Linked DNA regions of Anser cygnoides: region 2 is linked to region 1. A link is a contact called in public Hi-C data. All regions are on one chromosome and are shown on one strand. The core of a region is the stretch at or near the end of the contact, and the rest is flanking DNA. Distances in the headings are between cores, read along the strand shown.

What was found. A called contact is a pair of places that touch in the nucleus more often than the background predicts.
Region 2: a contact with region 1 is called in a Hi-C map of liver, with 2.1 times the contacts expected there. The contact joins the promoter of SYNE3 here to the promoter of DICER1 in region 1. A contact is called at or near these places in 2 of 7 Hi-C or Micro-C datasets (granulosa cells and liver).

Annotation. Positions count from the first base shown.
Region 1 is chr5:51,465,183-51,471,588 of Taihu_goose_T2T_genome, forward strand. DICER1 (dicer 1, ribonuclease III) reads right to left here and starts at 3,134. Exons shown (of 29, transcript XM_066998296.1): 1 at 3,067-3,134.
Region 2 is chr5:51,644,567-51,650,972 of Taihu_goose_T2T_genome, forward strand. SYNE3 (spectrin repeat containing nuclear envelope family member 3) reads right to left here and starts at 3,625. Exons shown (of 18, transcript XM_066998302.1): 1 at 3,325-3,625.

The DNA of each region.
Region 1 (6,406 bases), core at 1,884-4,383:
AAGTCATGAAAGGCTGAAGGATAAAGAAATAATGGAGTGGAGAAAGCACGATTTTCCTTTACTTATTATTTGCCTTCAAGATAGCGTGTTCAAAAAGCACATTTCACACAATTATACAGAGGTCACTGCTCTGTACAGTACTACAATTACACTTCTACTTAACTTAAAGGGAGCCACTTCTGAGGGAGGGGAGCTGAGAGTGTAAAATAAATTCTGTGCTATCAGTATGAAGAAATTACTGCTGAAATACGAAGGTGATGGGACACAGATGGTCAGTGGCTACAGAGCAAGCCATTACGACAGGAGGGAAGTGGAGCACAGCGGCCACCTCACTGCTCTGCCAGCAACCTATCAAGCTCCATATCCGCCGTTTGTACCACACCAACTGCACGAGAGAAAAAGAAAACCACATTTTCTCTCCAATAATTATGAAATAATGGTATAATCCATGTCAAAGTATGCTTTGATGCTTGATAGATTAGATGAAGGCCATACATAAAACTCGTCTGTAGTCTTCGCATTATAATGCTTGTCACTCTATAATGCTCGTCCTTAAGCATAAAATCCTTTCAAAAAATCTTCTTGAACTGTTGCTCTCACTCACATTCTACAGCTTACCCGAAGAGAAATAAGTCAACTCCACGTTCACCATATCCATTTTACCAGGTTGCTCCTTGCTCTACTAAAAAGTATAAAAATGCTTTCTGTTTGTTTTTGTCAGTAATTTGCATTCAGTTACAGATCAATGCATATACAGAAAGTGTACATGGGCAAAGCAGCAGTACTGAAACTCTGTAATAAGGTGCACCTGAAGCAACTTTGTGTCAAGGAAAAAGGACCTTACAAATCTTTGAAACAGGAAATGTATGGAATACACAAAAAATGTGTGTTTTTTTTTAAACTGTAGATTCTGCTTTTTTTCTTCCCATAATCTACAGAGCATTAAGGTAGATCTCAAAAACAAAGTATAACTCCTATAAAAAAAGGTTTGTATAATATGTCAAACAAAGTATCTTTCCAGCTTGTTGGCCTCCCTCTGCCAGTATCCAATGGAGGACATATACGAAGGAGTATAATAGTAAGGGAAGCCTTGAATTTACATAATTTACCTTCACTGACCAGTCACCTTGATGTTTGCCGAGCCTGAGAAGATATTTCCGTGTTTGATAGTTTCTGACCCCCCCCCCCCCCCCACACACACACAAATTAACTGTTTCATTTTTCAGGTAAACTTTTGGCATTCCTAATATGCTGCACCAGGTATTTTAGTTACCCATGATATAAAGTAGTAACTCCTTTCATTTGTTTTAAATCTGTAAACTACAGTAACCTTTCAAAAGCAGGTGAAAAAAAAGTTACTGCACAATGCCCCTTACCCCTCCTCTGGGGACTCTTTCCCCAGGTGAAAAGTCCTAGTCAACTTTGCCTCTACCTTTTTTTTTTTTTAGCCTAACACAGCCTTTTTCATGTAGAATAGACAGACAGGAAGAATACCCAAACTGCATTTAGCATTAAATATATAGGCCAAACAAGGAATTAAACTCCATCATACTGATGCCAGTTTATTTTAATTTAATTGTTAATTCCAACATTTTTAGCTTTTTTGGTTGCTGAGTACTGAGCTGCCACTTGCACAGAACTGAAGCATCACCAAGACACTTTCATAAACAGCAGTAGCTAATTCAAAGCTTGGCACTTCTGAATACACAGGTATATACTTTTAAATCCTATGCATTAATAAATAATGAAGTAGCAATCCAATGAGGATATACATATAAGCACCTTCCAGCTGCAACCTTCTAGGAATATCTCCAAACCTTTTGTAGTTTGGAAGACTACAACACATCTTGGAGACACAGACAATGGGAAAGCTCCTCTTCATAGAGAGACTTAGAATAATTATGGCATATTAGAAGTCATTCCTGTTTGTGTCTATATCAACTGGTTAAAGAAAAACACCACACACACTCAACTCACCAAAGATATGCATGCAGTTCGCACTTCACCACAGCACCCAGAATGGTTTATATATCAAAACAAAAAACAAAGTAATATAAAGAAAAGAGTGTCTAAAAAGTTGTTTTGATTTTTCATTTAAAAGTGGTCATCACCTTCAAACCTACAACTTGCACCACTTTAGCTCACGGTATAACTTGATGTTCAATACCTTAGCGTAAAGACTGCTGATATCTTATAACCTGAAGTACCAAACAACCTCCAGACTTCCAGTATTTGAAGTTAACTGGTGATTTACTTTTTGGAAATAATGATTTATGAGGAAGGATAATACACTAAGAAATCCCTCCAGATGTCAATATCACAGTCAGTTTTCTACCCATTCACTCCTTTTTCCAGTTTTACCCCCGGCACCAACCAACCCCAGCGCAGAACTACGCCTTTTTCCCCTCCTGGCCTTTCTCAGCCCCGAACCACGCGGCACAAGGCACGCCTTCACCACCCTGCCGCTACATTTTCCCCCCTTCTACAAGCGGTCGGGGAGGGGAAGAGCGGCGCGGGGCCGTGCTGCGGGCACGCTGCGGGCACACCGCCCCGCACACCGCCTCACACACCGCCCCGGAGCGGCGCCCCGTGCCCCCCCCATCCCCCTCAGCGCCCCGCGCGCAGACAAAGCCGTGAGGGGCCGGAGCGCGGCCCCCGCCTCACGCACCCGCGGGGCCGGGCCGCGGCCGCCATCTCCTACCTGCTGTGACGGGAGGCGGCCCGGCGCGTCCCCCCGCTACAGGCCGCGTCTCATTGTGCCGCCGCCGCCGCCATTTGCCCGCCGCCGCCGCGCTGCCCCCGGCTGTCAGGTTCCTCCATTCACCTGGGCCCCCGCGCGGCCGCCTCCCCCTGCCTGCCCCCCCCCCTTACGCCGCCGGCCCTACGCAAACGGAGCACCTCCCCCAGCCCTCCCACCCATACCAACGGGGGCCGCCCAACGCCCGCGACGCAAGCCCGCTCCGAGAATTCCGCCCTGCGCAGCTCGCACGCTCCCCATCGCCGCGCTGTGAAAGGAGCCGCGCGATTGGCGGCGGAAGGCGGGTAAAAGGTGAAAGGTTCACCGACCGGCCAATCCGCTCGCCGGACACGGCAGCTGCCGGGGAGCCGCCGGGTGGTCCCGGCGCTCACGTGTGTGCGCCCTCCCCTCCCCCGCCAGAGCGCCGCGAGGCTCTCGGCCCCGGCTGCCCGGCCCCCACGCTCCTGCCCTGCGCATGCGCGCGGGCGGGGCTCGCGCGCGCGGGAGGTGGCGGGCGCAGCGCTGAGGCGAAGGGCGGCAGCCGCCATCTTGGCGGGGTCGGAGGCTGGCGGGGTCGGAGGCCGGCGGGGTCGGGCTGTGTTGTTCGGGTCGTAGGGCGGGGAGGTGGTGAGGCCGCCTGCAGGGCACTGCTCTTTCCTCTGGGGCAGGAGTGGTCTTGAAGATTTGAATGTCACTGAACGGGAGGCAAAAAGCAGTCCTTGATGACTTAGATCAGTCTCAGGGCACAGCAGCGCTTCACCTCCAGTGCTTCTGTGTAGTGAAATTCCACATATCCATACACACAGGTGGTCATAGTGCCCGTTCTGCTCATCAGGGAGCTGGTACCCACATACCTTGCTGGTGCTAGGCCAGAAGGGGGAAGAAGAAAGTGCCACTGGAGGCAGTTGGGTCCATTTGTGCGCCCTCAGCAGCATCTCCTTTTGCCGTTGCGTGGGACAGCATTGACTAACTGGACCATTGGTCTCCATCTCTTGTCAGCACACACTTGAGTGACATTACAAGCTACAACTATATTTAAAAAAAAAAAAAAGGAAACAAACAAAAAAGCTCTTGGATTAAACAGCTGATTTAGATCTAGAGTAACTATTATTTGCACCATCAAAACCCTTCAACCAGAGGTGAAGAAACTGAAAAATGCTTGGTGTACAGACAGGAACACAATTTCTCTTGCACCTCATATGCTACTGTTTTCCAGCTTTTATTTTCTTGGCACAATTGACATCAATATCTTCAAGTCCTTGGAAAACTGGGGGGGGGGGGGGGAAATGGCAAGACAATAAAAAGCCTTGAATTTACCTAACTTACCTAACCAGGGCTGCAGTGCAACAAGACTGGCAAATAATACCTGATGTAGGGGAATGTTTGGTTGTAAGTGTGAGGAACTGGTCGGTAAGGTAGGGCGCAGGATTGAAATGAATTACTTGATCAGAACTAGCCCGTTTGGAGTTTTGTTACAGTTTAATTTCAAATCCCAGGTTATTTTAAGTCCCTAGTTCCCACCTCCCATGGCATCACCTGCCAACACCGTTCTCTTTGTGACTGGTGAGAAGACTGAACCTTCCTCGCAGAGATGAAGCTAATAATCAAACCTCCAAGCTTGATTACAGCATCGCTTAGATCCATAGCTGCAGCCCAGACCAGAGAGATGCAGAGGGCAAATAATCATAGAATCATAGAATTATTAAGGTTGGAAAAGACCTTCACCTGGTCCAACCATTACCCTACCACCAATATCATCCACTAAACCATGTCTCTAAGCACCACGTCCAACCTTTCCTTGAACACCCCAAGGGACGGTGACTCCACCACGTCCCCGGGCAACACGTCCCAATGCCTGACTGCTCTTTCTGAGTAGAAATGTCTCCTTTTCTCTCCTAGAAATGTCCATTTCCAACCTAAACCTCCCCTTGTGCAACTTGAGGCCATTCCCTCTAGTCCTATCACCAGTTACCTGTGAGAAGAGGCCAACCCCCAGCTCCCCACAACTTCCTTTCAGGTAGTTGGACAGAGGATAACTCTTGTACAGTCAAATTTGGAGTTTTAAAGTCCCTTGGCCTAATGTAAATTGAGGTAGATCACCACAGAGCTGAAATGCAATAATCACATGCCAATTTTGTTTGGTCTTATCCCCACATAAATGGCAGTTTTATGGAACGAGAGGGGAATCATCCTACTGAATGTCCAGTCATCAGTTACAGTAGGGTTAGAGCACAAAATTGCCGCATCACTCTTGAACAGCTGTCTGGAAGCGACCTTGAAAAAGCTGTATCTGGCTCATTGACAAGCCCCTACCTGCTCAACACGTTGTGCTCACCCTTTGCAGTACCAGTCAATGTTTTCAGTGTTAACACCAGCTGTTAAGACTATCCTGGAACTGTCCATGGATTTAGTAGCTCAACTTTTTTACTTTGGTGCCCTCTTCTTGAGGTTCATTTACATTATCAACAAATGAATTGTTGACCAGCAAGAGAGGTTTTGGTGATTGCTGTTTTTTCTTCTAAGCATGGTAAAAAGAACTGTGCCAAAAATGGAAGTAAGCAGTGCAAATCTTTACTGACAACAGCAACAGTTTGTTTTGTTCTCATTTTGTCTGCTAAACGCAAAAAACAGTTTTTCTGTTTAACTTTTCTTCCCTGTCCTTTACTCACAAGTGTCCAAAAACCCTTAACTTTGCATATTTTCCTACTCTTTGTGCAAGAAAAATGTGTATTTACCATACTTTACCACAGCGATGGGATACACTTAAAGCTTATAACAGGCCTACCTACAGTGCTAGTAGTAAGTAGTCAGATCTGTGGACTGCCCATACGAATCACCACACCAGTGATGTAAAGATATAGCCACATCTGGATAATGTGGTCATTTTTGTGGAAGGAAACCTTTAAATAACGTAGATATACACAGCTGGCCCCGCTCTGCCTACTCCTGGCACCTCGTTTTGACAGTGGATGGATTTAGTTTCATGCTGTGTTTCACTGATCCTGTTTGCCGTGCTGCACAACACTACAAGTTGTTTCAGGCATGCAGTTACACTTGTGTTAGTCCAGGACTATCCTAAGATCACACTTCCTGACAGAGGGACTGGAGATCATCCTTGTTGCCTAACGAAGATGGTAAATGTAATACAAAGCCACTTCCCCCTTTTTAGTTGGGCTGAATGCAATGGGTATACAGCAACGGGTCTGTCACCAGAGACCCAGCTTTCCTCATCCATCTGCACTCTGCCAGGGACTTACCACATCCTTAGTATGACTGTGCCTACTAAATCAGTATGAGGAGATAAAGGTAACTGGAGCACGCTAAGATTCATTTAAACCTCTGCGAAATGATTTCAGATAAAAAGTGACAGAGAGGCCTATGGTTTTACCACATTGTTTCCTTTACCTAGCTCAAACCTCGGTTCTTCTTTAGGGCATGTCTTTTGTAATGCCCATATTAGTAAATACCACAATATTAAGCATTTTTATACTATTGAGGGGGCACCCTTCTGTTTTTTATGGATGGAAGAATAATTATATCCCATGACAAAACCTTAGGAAGAGGAGCAGCTGTTCAGCCTTATCCAGTGGGAGCTGTCAGAACATATGGGTCTATTTTTCCAATTTTAACTGAAGTACTGAAGGAAATTGGCATTCTTGATTATTTCTA
Region 2 (6,406 bases), core at 2,375-4,874, 180 kb after region 1:
ATGGGCCTCTCATTCGTCTTGTGCTCTCAAGTATTGCTGTCATCATTCTGAAAAGGCTTCCTGCATATGACAACAGTAAAAATAGTTGTTTCATCTTTTTAATACCACTAAAGAAGCACCAATCAAGAATAAAACAAGGAAACCACAACTCGGTATCTGATTTCAAATTTCAAATTACAAATTACAACCTCATGGTTGTCCTCGTTTCTTGCAATCTCCTTCAGTTTCTCCCAGTGCATTATTTCATGCATCTGTTCAGTGATATCCCAAGGCTGAGATGGCAACTTAATCCTCAGCCTTTTAAAGTCAAAGCATGAATCCCCCTGAAATCCCTTGCTGTGAAGGACTTCATATCAAGCCCATGTCTTCAGTTCAAGTGTAACATAGAGAAGATCCTTGCATCAACAGACATGAAATGTCAGCCCTGCCAAAAGAAACTAGCAAGTCCACATCATGTTTAAAATCACCACGTTTTTCCCTTGTAATACAACTAAGCCATGTTCAGACAGATAGAGACATCAAAGATTGCTTATTAACCTTGCGTATGGGGTCAATGAGAACGTCCTTCCCTATCAAATAAGTTTACTACCCTTATCTTGACATTGAGGTGGGGCAGCTTTGGGCAGCACAAGTTAAACACCCCAGAGCTCACAGCTCCATGACTCATTTCAGTTGCACGTCAGCGTGTTGCGGAGTCATCAATTCTCATTGACACCAATCACTTACAAGATGCACGTGCACACACATAGTAAGGGAAAAAAAAAATAAAAATCTTGTTTCCAATAGAAATTATGTTGAAAGATGAAGGCCAGTTATCTTTTTGGAAGATGCAGGTGCTAGGCCTAGAGCATCTCCCCAGGTAGGGGCACCGCTCTTCAAAGTCACGTACGTGGAAGTGCAGCTGCATCCCGAGACTGAGCACCCACAAGTGTCCACAGAGGGTTTTTTTTCAGGATAATTTAGGAGCCACAGAGAACTGGAGGGAAGAAAAACGGCTTACACAAAAATAAAGGGAAGGTGTTCTTTTCCATGAGGTCAGTGCATGAAGGCCAGACAGAGGTCATATGCGCGGTGAACTCAAAGACATAGTAAAAGTCTTGACCAGGTTGGGAGGGAAAGAAGGAGCAGTGAAATATGAGACTGAAGGAAAGAATTGAAACTAACACAAGAAAGGGCAAATGCCACGGCACTACTCCCCGAAAGGCAGCAAGTTCTGCCTTCCTTGGGAGCTTGAGAAGGCTCAGGATCTGATACTTCACGAGGAACATGAAAACAGCGCCATGTGTAAGGGAAAACTGTTTTCTTATAGCGAGCCCATCAGCTTTGTGAGGTTCCACTTCCCGACGGACAGTTTGCAGGGAACAATGCTCCCGTGACTCACTGCAAGTTTGCTTCTCCTTGAAATAAAAGTTGCCAGGGGACTGCAGCGGGTTACATTTCCTCGCTTGCTCACACACTCGGCAACCACAGAGACCATGCCAAGCCAGCGTACGTTTCAACAGCTCACGGATTTGAGACACTTTTAGAAAAAGAAAGAAAAAAAACGGAAAGGCGACCAATGGGCTTTTAAAGCGTTGCTGCGTTTTTTAAAATTCCTTCCCCGAAACCCAGCCACTGTGTACAAAGGTTTTCAGATGGCACGCAGCCTGCCAAGGGCGAACAACTGACATCAGAAAGTAGCAGCAAGGGGCCGGGAAGCTTATAGCAGTGATGCTGTTTTTCATTAATGATATAAGATAGCCAAGCTTAGATCGAAGACGAAGGGAAAGGGAGGCATTCATTGTTTCGACAAACTTGTAAAGGGGAGCACAGCCCTGCAACCCTCATTTGTGCAATTAATCCTTGTGTATACGTGAACGGTTCCTGTCTGTGAACACGACACGAGCAAAGCTCTTCCCAGGAATTAAGTTTTCCTGGACTAAGACCTCAGTTCATGTGGGTCGAGCAAATAAACGTTTGGAAACGAAATCGATGGTGGGAACAAGCCCATGAGAAACCGAAGCCTTACTGCACGTTGGGGCTGGGGGTCATACCACACGCTCCGTGCTGTCATACAACAGCTCCATACTGCCATACCACATCCTGCACGCTGTCATACCACAGCGGTGCGGGGGCTAAAAGCGAGGGCAGCGGCTCTCTCAGGCAGCCCGGGATCCCTTCTGATCGCCTAGGGGAAAGGGAAGGGGGTCGGGGCACACCTGGGGTACCTTTAGCAGCCGCGCAGAGCACCAACAGGCGGTCACAAACCGCACCGGCGTCCTGGCCGCGACGACCGCACGCTGCCGAAACGTGACAGCGACCGGCCCGGGGCAGGAGAGCCTGACACCCGCGGGGCGAAGCTGTGAGCCGCTGCCGGGCGCTCCCACCGGGCTGCCGCTCCCTCGGGGACGCGGCTTCGGCGCCGCGGTCGAAAGGCGCTCGGTGGAAGCCGTTACCGGGGAGCTGTTACCCGGGGAGCCCCGTGCCGCCGGGGGGCCGTGCCTCCGGACCGTTACGGCTGCCGGGGAGCCCCACGGAGCCCCGGCCGGGTCTCGCCGTCCCCCCGCTCCCCCCGGGCTCCGTGCGGCGCCGCAGGCCCGCTCCCCGCTCCCCACTCACCGCCGCGGCGCCCTCCGCCGCCGCCGCGCGTCCCCCGCGGGCAGCCCCCGAGCAGGGGCGGCGGGGCTGCTCCTCTCGGCTCGCCCTGCGCCCGCCTCGCCCCCGGCCGGGCCGCCCGGCCCCGGCGGCCAGCGCGGAGAGAGCCCGCCCCCGGTACCGCCGCCGCCACCGCCTCGGCTCGGCCCGGCCCTCCCCGCCGCCGCGGCCCGGCGTTATGTAAGGCGGGCTGCGGGGAGCCCTGGCGGCGGGGGCAGGCCCCGGCCCCGGGGGGCAGCTCGGCGGCGCTGACAGGGCCGGGGCAGCGGCAGCAGCCCGCCTCGGGGGCCCTGAGGGGCCGCGACCCCGCGCCCACCCGGCAAAGTTTGACAAGTCGATTAGTTGGAAAATACAAGGAGATCGGACCCCTTCCCTCCCCTTCTCCTCACCTCTCGTTCTTTAAGCCTACAGGCTTCGTGCTGCTCGGCTAGTAACAGCTAAAAGGAAATGCGCTAGGAAATGAAAAGGTGAATTTCTCACAAAATCGCATTTTGGAGCTATGAGAATCACCAAGCACCCCAAGACTCGTCACGCAAACATGAACGTGCATTTAGGTGCAGGGCAACCCACGGCCAGGCTCCCGGAGAAGACCCCCTTTCTACCGAAGACAGCAGGCACGGCCAGCACTTTGCCAGCTGCCGTAACCGAAATAACCCCAGGTCGCCGCAGGCAGTGTGAACAGGGATTCACCTGGATGCACGGAGAGTTACAGCTGGAATCTGAGAGCAAAACAAAGCCCAGGGAGCAAAAACGTGTGCGCATCAGGTGATTCTGTCTGCTGTAACCAATCCAGGGAAAAAGTCTGTTATATATGCCCAAGTTAGTCTGGAAAAATCATCAGAACAGAAAGAAAGCAGTGGTGGTGGGCTGCCAGCCACGGAGCAGGCTCTGTAGCCAACCGAAGGCAGAGGAGCGAACATTTTGTACTCAATCTACCGCAGCAAAGTAATCATTGCATCAAAGTATGCACTGAGCCACGGGGAGGGAGGGAGGAAGGAAGAAAGAATGAACAGCTTCTTCATATCTGAACAATAATATAATGTAAACAAACCGAGCGTGTGAGGCTTTTCTCTATTTCACAAGGCACAAAAATGTACTCCTTGACAGAGGCTATCTTACTGCCCCCTGCTGCCGAGACCTCGCATAGTTATCCGCATAACGAAGCAGAAAAACAGGCCACCAGCGATAAACGTCCCTGAGCCACACATAGCGTTACTGCGGCCAGGAGCCTCAAGACACACGGTTCGGGAGTGAGAGGCGGGTGAGCTCCAGGAGTCAGCGGGAAGCAGGGGCCGAGAGCCCTGCCGTGCTGCCAGCCCCCCTGATGCCAGATAGGTTCAAGCAGGCCAGCTCACACCAGTAACGTTCCCTGCCTTTGGGGACTCACTTCGACCCACAGCTGGGTGTCCAGGATGATCAGCTGGCCACGTGCCAACCCAGCCTTACTTGGAATAACACCATATTTAAGTTGCTCCCAAGCCGTCAGGAACTCCTGTCCCTCAGTGGAAAGGTGAATGGAAATTTTGCCAGAATTTTATGGTGAGGCACATACTGTTTTGTAGCTGGTTCTGACCTTGAAGCACTAATGCCTGGGTTGGGTCCTGTACTGGCACACTTTGGGGTTATTATGATCTTTTAAATTGTCACTGGGGTGGAACTGAATGCTGTAATCGTCTTGTGTTTACAGACAAGCTTGTCACCCGATGTGGAAAATCTCATTTATTCACTAGCATGGTTTTGACTTACTGTTTACTTGAAGTTTGTATCACCAGTGTGTAAAATTGCATCTGTCCAACCACTTGCCTCACAGTACATTCAGAGTCGATTACATCTTAATAAACTTTAGAATAGTGAGAGGGATTGCACACAGTCCAGAGGGCTGAACTCTACAGGTAGACGATACAGAATAGAAAATCTTATCTGTGAATTTGCCTTGGGAAAACTGGCTCAGTCACTAAAGTACACGAGCAATCCTTACTGGCAGCGATTCATTTGTAACAAAAACACACCCCCTAAGAAATGACTTTGTGCACCTAGATCTTTTAAGTTCAACCTAAAAACAGTCCCTTGTGTTCAGAAAGCTTGCTGATAGTGGACAACGCATCATTGTACTTAAAAACTGCCTGCATTAAGTTCTTCTTTTGCATTTCCCCATGCGGAGGCTTTCATGGCTCTGATTTTACTACCTTAAACAGCTTTGTACATGCTGAGTTAGAAAGACCAATATACACAGGCAAACAGCAGGCATTAGGTAAATGAGCATTCAGTGCATTACCCAAACAATATAAAGCTGCCCACACACCGCACCTAAACAACAAAGGAGAGGATAGAATGACTGAAATTAGAATGGAAGGGTGGGGAAGCTGCTGAAAAGGAAAGAGCAGCAGCTCTTTTTCCTTGGAAGAAAGGAATATGTATTTAGAAGCCATTTGTTCAGCCTCTAAACCAAACCACAAATGGTTGTCAGTGAATATGCAGCATTTTCAGACATTTCCTGTGATGTGCAAAATGCCCATGAGACTGGGTGGGAAGCACCAAATACTGCTACTGACATGCGAAAGCAACAATGGCATTGGCATGGTTTACTCTGCAGGAAGAACTGCACAATATCTTTAGGCCAGCAGAGAAGCAATTATAATGCTGCAGGGTAACTGCGCTCTCATTAGCGTAACACACCCATTTACCCCTACTCATAACCAACGACGAACAAGTACTACAAGATATTAAGATGCTTCCCTTTATTCTTGCTTGGGTACAGCAACATAAACTTGTTATTCAAATAATGAGTCATTTGGCAGGCCTGTGGTGGGAGGAACAGCATTTATTGGGAGAATAACATTCGTGTGCAGCATACCAGTGACATGCGTCTTTGGCATGAAAGGTTTTAACCCTGGTAGTTCTCAGTTATTTTGTTTGTTTGTTTCTTAGTAGTTACTAGAAGTTGCACATTGCTTGACAGAAAGCTTCAGTAGGTGGTAGTTGCTACAGAAGATCTCTTTCCTCAGTGGGTGAAGAATGAAGAGACGTAATAAACTCCAAATGCTGACATCAAAGCAATGTATTTTCAGAAGCACCAGTGGAAGGATCCCATCAGTTAAACAGGCTAACTTCTTGCTCTGAATTCATGCAGAAATCATGCAGACTCGGCATTTCATTCTCCCAGCTGAATATTACAAAGTTTACCTTTTGTCTGACCAGGCTCCACATCCTGGGCACAGACTGACCACCTCTGCAGGGAAGCGGGATCTTGTGATAGAGGATCAGTTCCCTCCACAACACCTACAGTGCTCAGTGCCAAAGGATAAAGTTACAACTAAATGTGCTTGCAAAGCACACTCACCTGGAATCAGCAGGTCACCTGAAGAGCTATACACCATAAGTTTTTCTTCAAACAGTTCCTTTAACGCAGGAGAAGCACCACTGAGCAGAACATCAGCAGTCTCTGAGGCAGAACCCCAAGCCACAAGTCCCCTTGCCCCAGGGGACATCCTCAGCAGCAGGCTGTGAATGCCAGCACGGTTTGTGCCCCTCACTCCCTGCCCTGACCTTTTTTTCTAAACGTTGCCTGTAACATTTAACCATGGGCAAGAGTAGCAGATAGGCAGGAAATACAGTTTCTAAGTTTTGTGCTGGGGACAAAATGTAGACCAGATTGAATATACTTTGTTTCTTTGAGACATCTTCGCAGCTGTCAGCTACTTTCTTTGCAATACATTTTGAGATACACCATTCTGTGGTTGTTTTTTCTTTCCCCCAAGTGTCTTTAAAGAGC